Linked DNA regions of Mus musculus: region 1 is linked to region 2. Evidence: chromatin contacts called from public HiChIP or PLAC-seq data. All regions are on one chromosome and are shown on one strand. Each heading gives the region's core, a stretch centred on a gene start, on an enhancer-like site or on the middle of the called end of the contact. The rest is flanking DNA. Distances are from core to core; before and after follow the strand shown.

Evidence for each region. HiChIP or PLAC-seq counts read pairs in DNA pulled down with a chosen protein or histone mark.
Region 1: a contact with region 2 is called in an H3K27ac HiChIP or PLAC-seq map of regulatory T cell precursor, with 10 times the contacts expected there. The contact joins the promoter of Art4 here to the promoter of Lockd in region 2. A contact is called at or near these places in 2 of 39 promoter capture datasets (liver and pre-B cells) and 3 of 115 datasets of contacts at active chromatin or transcription factors (large pre-B cells, regulatory T cell precursor and thymic regulatory T cells).

What each region holds. Positions count from the first base shown.
Region 1 is chr6:136,855,287-136,858,961 of GRCm38.p6, reverse strand. Art4 (ADP-ribosyltransferase 4) reads left to right here and starts at 1,362. Exons shown (of 3, transcript NM_026639.2): 1 at 1,362-1,799. The coding sequence starts at 1,719.
Region 2 is chr6:134,927,633-134,931,664 of GRCm38.p6, reverse strand. It overlaps Lockd (lncRNA downstream of Cdkn1b), which reads right to left and starts at 2,573. Exons shown (of 2, transcript NR_037956.1): 1 at 2,380-2,573.

The DNA.
Region 1 (3,675 bases), core at 113-2,612, 1.9 Mb before region 2:
ATTAATAGTAAATGTTACAGTGCTGGCTGCTGATGCAGCTGCATTGGTCGAGTGCTTGTCTAGCATAAAGGCCTGGCAGTCTGACCCCCCAGTACCATAGAAACAGGTTATGATGGCTTACCCCTGCTATTCCAGTACCCAGGAGATAGAGACAGAGGATCAAAGATTGAGTGTCAGCCTCAGTTCCATATTGAGTTCAAAACCAGCCTCGGATATATGAGACACTATCTTGAAAAAAACCCTTGAAAAATTAATCATTAGGGCTGGAAAGACGGCTCTGCTGGGAAGGCACTGGCCATGCAGCTCACAGGAACTCATCAGGCAGAGCAACAACAGAACAAACGCAGCACGCGCCTGCAGTCCTAGTATGGGGACGCAGACACGGGGCTTCTCAATCCACTACCAAATCTGTGAGCTCCAGGTTCACTGAAAGCCCGGATCAAAAACTAAGGTGGAGAGTGAGGGGTAGGAAGACACTCAAGTTGAACACACACACAAGCACACACACACACACACACACTTGTGAGAAACAAACAAATAAATAAATAAAACATTAATGGGAAACAAACAGTATACAAAGTCTTGTGATTTCACTTCTGCTCTGTGTGTGTGTGTGTGTGTGTGTGTGTGTGTGTGTGTGTGTGTTGTGGGTATAAAGCCAAAATGTAAATCAAAATAGTGGCTTTCTCCAAGCAATCATTTTGAATAATTAGCGTTCCTTCTTTTATGCTTCTATGACTTGGGAAACTTCAGACAGACCAATATTTAACGTGGTAAAAAGAAAGCAGGACCACAATTCCCAAGAACGGAATTTGGTTCTTGTCACAGTTAGATAAGAGGCAGGGAACATAAACAACGTCTGCGAGCCAGCAGACTCTGAAAGGTCGGGAGTAGTGGAAGGACAGCCAGACTTGAGCAGGAAATGTGGTTAACAGTGGAAAGTCGGACTTAACTCCTGCCTGCGGGCCTCATTGCAGATTACAATAGATAGAAAACCTGAAGCTCTCAAAAGAAATAAACATTCAAAGCTGTGACTCCAACAGCCCCCGTCTCTGAACGGGGATGTTTCAAACACACCGTGGAGAGGCAGCAAAGAACACACAACATTAAAAGCCTGTGCTGCTGGAGGGCAATCATTCCAGGGCAGGGCTATCAGCACTGCCAGATGAGCCTGACACAGGTCCACCTTAAGATCGCATCTCCCCAGCTGCGCTTCATGTGCCACTGCAGTGGCTCACAGGGAAAGCCTGGGGCTGCAGATAATGGGACTTGGCCCGAGTACTCCTGGAGCATGCCTTTTCTTGTCGATCTGGGAAAGGCAAGGCTGAACTGCACAGCCTGACCCTGAACAGACCCTTGGCATTCCCCTGCATGCCGACTAGACAGAGAGACGGTTTTTGCCTTCTTTACACTGAAAACCATTCTGTGCCGCGCACATCTGGCCCTTTCGCGGAGACTTCAACACTGCAAAGGCGCTAGACTTCTACCTTGGAGGAAACTGTCGGTTGTTGAGGTTGTTGATATTCAACAGAAGTCACAGTTGCGGCAGGAGCAGAACCTCAGACACAGCCGGAAAAGAAAATGCCAAAGGAGGACTCTAGAGCGTATTCTGGGACGAGGCTTTCAGAATAAAGAAGTGTTGCTGACACAAACCACCAAGCTGCCCACTGACCAGTAGATCTAAGAGAACGTGTCTACCAAGTGCTACAGACAGGAGGATGGCGCTGTGGCTTCCAGGAGGGCAGCTCACCCTGCTGCTACTGCTCTGGGTCCAGCAGACACCCGCGGGGAGCACTGAGGTAGGGGCTATCGAAAAGTTGGTCTCTCATGATCAACGATGCACCAACAGGCTATTCACCTGGGGGCCACCTAATTGCTAAGAACTTAGCCACTGGCAATCTAAGAATAAACAATGTTAGTAAAGAGTGACAGGGAAAATTGCTATAAAAATTAAAAATTTTTAAGTCATAAATCTGGCATAATTGATGTGAGTGCCATTGAGTTATTTTCCCGATTCTTTTAAGTATTAAAGCAATGATTCCACCGGGGCAATAATGTAGACTAACCTGTTTAACTCAAAACCGCTTTATACAGATAGCACACATTTGGAGTATCCTAATTTTAAATATCTATAAACTAAAAATAAGCTAATGATAATGGGTGACACAGGAAACATTTGAGATCTGGAGACATGTTAAAAATGTGTCAGAGTTCATTTTGATATTTGACAGAATGTGATTCTTGGCTTGGATTAATGGAAGCTTGTTTTAAAATCTGGTGCACTGGTTCACATCATCCAATCAGTCTGTAAAATTGACTCTAGATTGTATGTAACTAGACAGCATGACATCATAAATCACACGGTTAAAATACCAAACCGTGTGTTCTCTAGCTCCGCCCCCAACAACGCTGGCCTTGGGCAGAATCTTGCCTTTTGGTGAGTGCTGCTCATGAGAAAAGCATCGTTGTTTTGCCCAGAAATGGTTGAGTGTAGGTGATGCTGATACAGTTCTCACTAACGAGCTGACCGAAGCCAGGGAGCCTCCTTTCGGCACCCTCTAGACAACATTCAACTGTTTCCCCACCTCCAAGAGGGGTGTACTTTCCAGCCCCTCGCTCACCAAGAGGAGGTGCTCCCAGGCACGGCCCCACTGCTCCCCTGAAACGCTGTTTCTCGAGCTTTGGAAGCGCAGCTGCATGCACGGGTTCTGCCCTGCTCTCCACCCTGGAGCCTGGCTAGTCTTATGTCTGTGGCATAAGTGCTTCTCCCCCAAGACAAGCTGTTACCTGAGAGGTCTCAGTCCTGCACTGCCAGTAGCTGGAGAGACAAGTCTGACAGGCTCTGGAATTTACTCTTAGTCCAACTTTCCACCAGATCCAGAGGTGTGTGTGCACCCGGGGGCTAATTGAGGAAGAAGGTGACACTTCAGCTTCCTTGTTTGCTTTAGGTTTTTTCCCCTCCTTTTTGTCCTAGAATCTAAGTCAGCAAGAAGGTTTTTATTTACAGAAGTCTCTCTTGGAAAACCTAACGCTAGATGTACGATAGGGTGGCTGGAAAGATGGCTTGGTGGTTAACGGGGCTTGATGCACAAGGGTGAGGACCTGAGTTCGGGTCCCCAGAATGCACATAAAACCCAGGAGTGGAGGAATGCACATCTGGAAGCCTAGCTTGGGCAGTGAGAAAAAGTTGCAGAGACGGGCCGATCCCTGTTGCTCCAGAGATCACTAGCCAACCACTCAGCTAAACTGCAAAGCTCTTGGCTTAGGGCATGACCTTGTCTCAAAAAATAAAGTGGAGAGTAATGGAGCAAGACCTATGTCATTGACCTCTGGCTTCTCTGTGCATGCACACACATAGCAAAATGTACAGTTAAAATTATATGTATGAATATAAGCTTGCTTTAGTTTTAGTTTGGTTAGGCTGAGACAGAGCCCCCCATTGCAATGCAGGCCAGCCTTGAACTCACAAGCCTTCTCAGACTCACAGCACCTCTTGTATTTCGGCCTTCTAAGGACGATAAGCATAAGCCACCCCCCCCCCCAGCTCTGAGCATGCTTTATGACATGCATGAGAGAATAGGAGGAGGAAGAAACTGAAGAAGTGGAAAGTAGATAAACCAGAAGGTTAGTGCTTTATTGTCAACAGACTCAAATATGGAAACACCATGAGTTCTA
Region 2 (4,032 bases), core at 1,324-3,823:
CAAGCACTCTCCCAACTGAGCTATAGCCCCATCCCTTCTGTGTTATTTACTTTAAAAAATAATTTTTGTTACTGTTCAAAACAAAGTTCCAAACCTATGTATTAGCCTAGTGGGATCTAGCTTATTATTACCTGAGCCAGGTGTGGTGGTGTACAACTGTAATTCAAGCTCCTGGGGGGAGGGATGGCAGAAGAAGGAAGACTACTTGAAGTTGTAGGTGTAGTTACACCTTATATTCAAGGCTAGCCTAAGATTCACTCAATTTTAGTATGCTCACCTACCATGCACAAGGCTCTGGCTTCTAGCCAGGCAGTGGAAAACAAAAACAGTACAACGACATCTACCTTGTATCCTGTCTTCCCCGGAAGGTAAAAGTTAGGGGCAGTGACATGCATAGAATTGCTCTCTCCTTTGATGACTCTGAAGGATCAGAGACCAGAAAAGAACTCTTTTAAAGTTAATTTATTATTATCGAGTATTGTACATAATTGGATGGCTGTACTCTTACACAGTTGACAGCACCCTTGGCTTGTCTGCGCCAGGAACGCCGCAAACGTGTGGACAGTGCACAGTGCTATGATATTTCAATATGCAGAACTTTTTCTGCTCTGTTCTGTGTCTGGGACCACCGTCAGCAGTACATACCCCAATTATTTGGCTCCCACCTAGTACTGTTTAAAGGTTACCTTAGCTAGTAGATTTCTTTTGTGTGCACGCATGTGTCATGCATGGGGTGTACCTATGTGGAGGCGGGGGTCCTCACTGGCATCTCTTATGGCCCTCCATTTTTTTAGCTAGAATGGCTGGCCACTAGAACCCAGGAATCTACTTTTTCTCTCTCCACTCACCAGCCCTGGGATTAAAAACGTGCACTGCCATTGCTGGCTTTTTATATAAGTTCCGGGAATCCAAACCCGGGTCGTCATGCTCACACGGAAAACACTTAACCTCCCCCTCCCCACCCCCAAGACCTAGATGTCCATAGATTTCTATTTAGCTGTTCCAGAGCCTAAATGTAAAGGCTTCACTTTAGTATGAAAAGTTAGGGTGGATACAGTAGCACGTGCCTACAGTCCCATCTGGTTAAGAGATTACGTCAGACACATCAAGTTCAAGACCAGCAAGAAGTAGAGGGAGGGAGAAAGAGGGAGGGGAGCCATTATTAGTAGTAATGCATTTATTTTTGACCTGGGACTCATAGAGATCCATCTGCCTCTGCCTCACGAGTACTGGGATTAAAGCTGTACACCACCATGTCCAGTGGGGTTTTATTTATGACCTCCTTTGTTTGTACGCTTGTTGGTATATTCGAGGTAGGGAGGGTTATATGCAGCCCAGGCTGACTGCAAAGTCTCTCAGTATCCTAAGCAGGCCTTGAACTCCTGATCCTCCTGCCTCCAGCTCCCAAGTGCTCAGATTACAGGTGTGCTCCACCATGCCAAGCCCAAGTTTCCAAGCCTGTTTTCACAGTCACGTGCTATCTGAATCTTTATCTATGACACCCCTGTCCGGGGACCATCCAAATCCCTGCTTGGCTCACACTCAAGATGAAGACCTGTTTCTGAGACTAGCTTCCTCCTTCCAGGGATGTGGTTTTCCTCATGGACTGCTCATTCTGATCGGATGTGTCCTCTGAAAGGCAGAGGTAAGCACTGAGCCTCTAACAGAGTCCATGAATACAGCCTGGAGAGCAGCTCAAACATGTTGGTTTATGGACGGGGTCAAGGAGCTTAGTGGACTGGGAGAGGTAAGGTCAGAACTAGACAGCTAAAAAACTAAGAACATGGCATACTGGTTCAGGGGCCAATGGAGGCTAAGGCTGGGCTTCTGGCTAAAACAGACTGAAAGGAGATATCAGGAGAAATTATTTTAAGGAAAGAAAAAGGGAAGAAAAAAAAAAGGCAAAGGCAAAGAAAGGTATACATATGAGATGTCCCTGATAAAGAGAAAGACTGATCTAGGACTACTGTTTAATTATTATGACGTTTTAAAAGCTTCACTGCAAAGAAAAACATAGTTGGATCCTAATTAATAAAAGCCATCACTTGTATTAGACCTGTTCTACTAATTGAATCCTCCTAGATCTTAACAAACTCTTTCCAATGAGTTTCCTGACCCAGAAATCAAAAGGGGACTTTATGTCCCCTTCTCATCCTCACAAGGGGGGGTGGGGAACCAAACCTGGAAAACAGACAGGTTCCCCCCCCCCTTTAAGGTTAAAAAGGAAGAAAATGACACCGACTGCCTTTGTCCTGATGGATTTTGACACTCTAACCCCAGAAATAACACCTCTTTTGCTCTATATAGAGTCTATAGCCACACCTTGTATTTGGTTGGTTTATTCCTATGACGGGTAATATTCATTTCTAGGATAACTACCCGCTCCCGCCCTCCCCAAGTCTACCTTTCCAAGACAGGGGAAGGTGCGTCCTCGTCGAACTCCCGCCTGTACCTTCCTAGTACCTCTGGCCAGCAGCCTGTGTGCCCGTGCTCCCTGGACATCCGTGAATGTTTGATGCTACATCTCTACCCAAACTGAAGCTTCCCGCCTGCATTCTGTCAACGGCACTTGCGGGCGGGGCGGGGGGGGGGCAACTTTTGGAACAGAAAGCTCCACCCATCCTACTCCCTACTACCTGCAATCAAACCAGCTAAAACACCCCACCTCAGACTCCCCAACTAAGTCTCATCACATGATCTACCGTACGGTAATTTTTTTTTTTTAACAAGAAAACAAGCATCCAAAAAAAAAAAAAAAAAAATTCAAACTGCAGGCGCGAGCCAATGGGGAAGCAGGGGAAGGTGGGCGGGGGAAGCGCGGCGGGCTGGGCGGGGACCCGCGGACCTGTGGACCGAAGGATTCGTAAAACGCAGCAGGCGCACGGTTTAGGCTTTTTTTTTTTTTCTTCCAAAACTCAGTTAAGCGCGAGGCTCCGCCTGCAGCTGCAGCCTCGCAGATCCACCTTAAATCTTCAGTGGACTCGGTGCAGGGGTCAGTGGGCGCAGCCAATGCCAATCAAGTTTACAACCACCAGCTCGGGACGAGGGAGGGGGGGTTTGGGGAAGGCCAGAGGGAGAAACTTCAACTTCTCGCTTTATATGCACACATCACACACGCGCACACGCAAACACACGTACGCACGCACATGCACACGCACACAAAGGGAAGGAGGGGGCCAGAGACCGGCGCTCCGCCGCCAAGTAACAAGTTTGCAAACGCTTCTAAGCTCGCTGGCCGCGGCCTGGACGCGCTTCCCGCGTCCCGACCCGAGCGCCATGATGGTGGCTGCGGTTCTCAGTCCGGGTTCTGGAGGGGGAGCCGCAAATGATGCAATCCCCCGGCCGGCGCCCGAACCGCGCGCCCTTCTCCCGGCCTTTTTCTTAACGTTCCTTTTAGAGGCGCGTCGAGGTTTCGCGCCCAAAGCATGGATAAGGGGTTTTTCTTTTGTTTTATTTTTTAAGATTTCCTAATTTCTGGTTCCTACCTCTGCTGAGTCCTTATGCATGATAAGTCTGTGACTTGGATGGAGGCCCGAGGGACTTGAGACTTGAGTGTACGTGGAAATAAGTGCACTTTCGGTTCTCCGGGATCCGCCTGTGGCTGACCCCACCCTATTACAACCCCACGCGAGTGAAATCAGGGAGACGACCCCATAGGTTTCTAAGTAGGATCCATGGCCTTTTTACCCCTCAGTGTCGTTTGCAAGGTTTCTTTTTTGCTTTAATTTTATTATTTTTTAAAGCCAGGAAAGGGGGGGGCAGGAGTAGGGTGTGGCTCAGGTGAAAGATGGCAAATGAAAAAGAATCCATGCTCTGAAAAACAGATCAGGGATCCTAAGTGGACTTCTAAACAAAACACCTTTTAGTTCAAAGCGCTAGACGAGCAATCGTGTTTTCTGGTGATGATGGTGTAATGGCGAAGGCAATTCTCTGGCTCCCAGGAAAGGTCGCTCAGTGCAGCCAGGGTGGTGGGCACACAGTGGCTTGAAAGGCCGACTGCTTGCTCCCTCCCACTAGTGAATGTCCATAGTC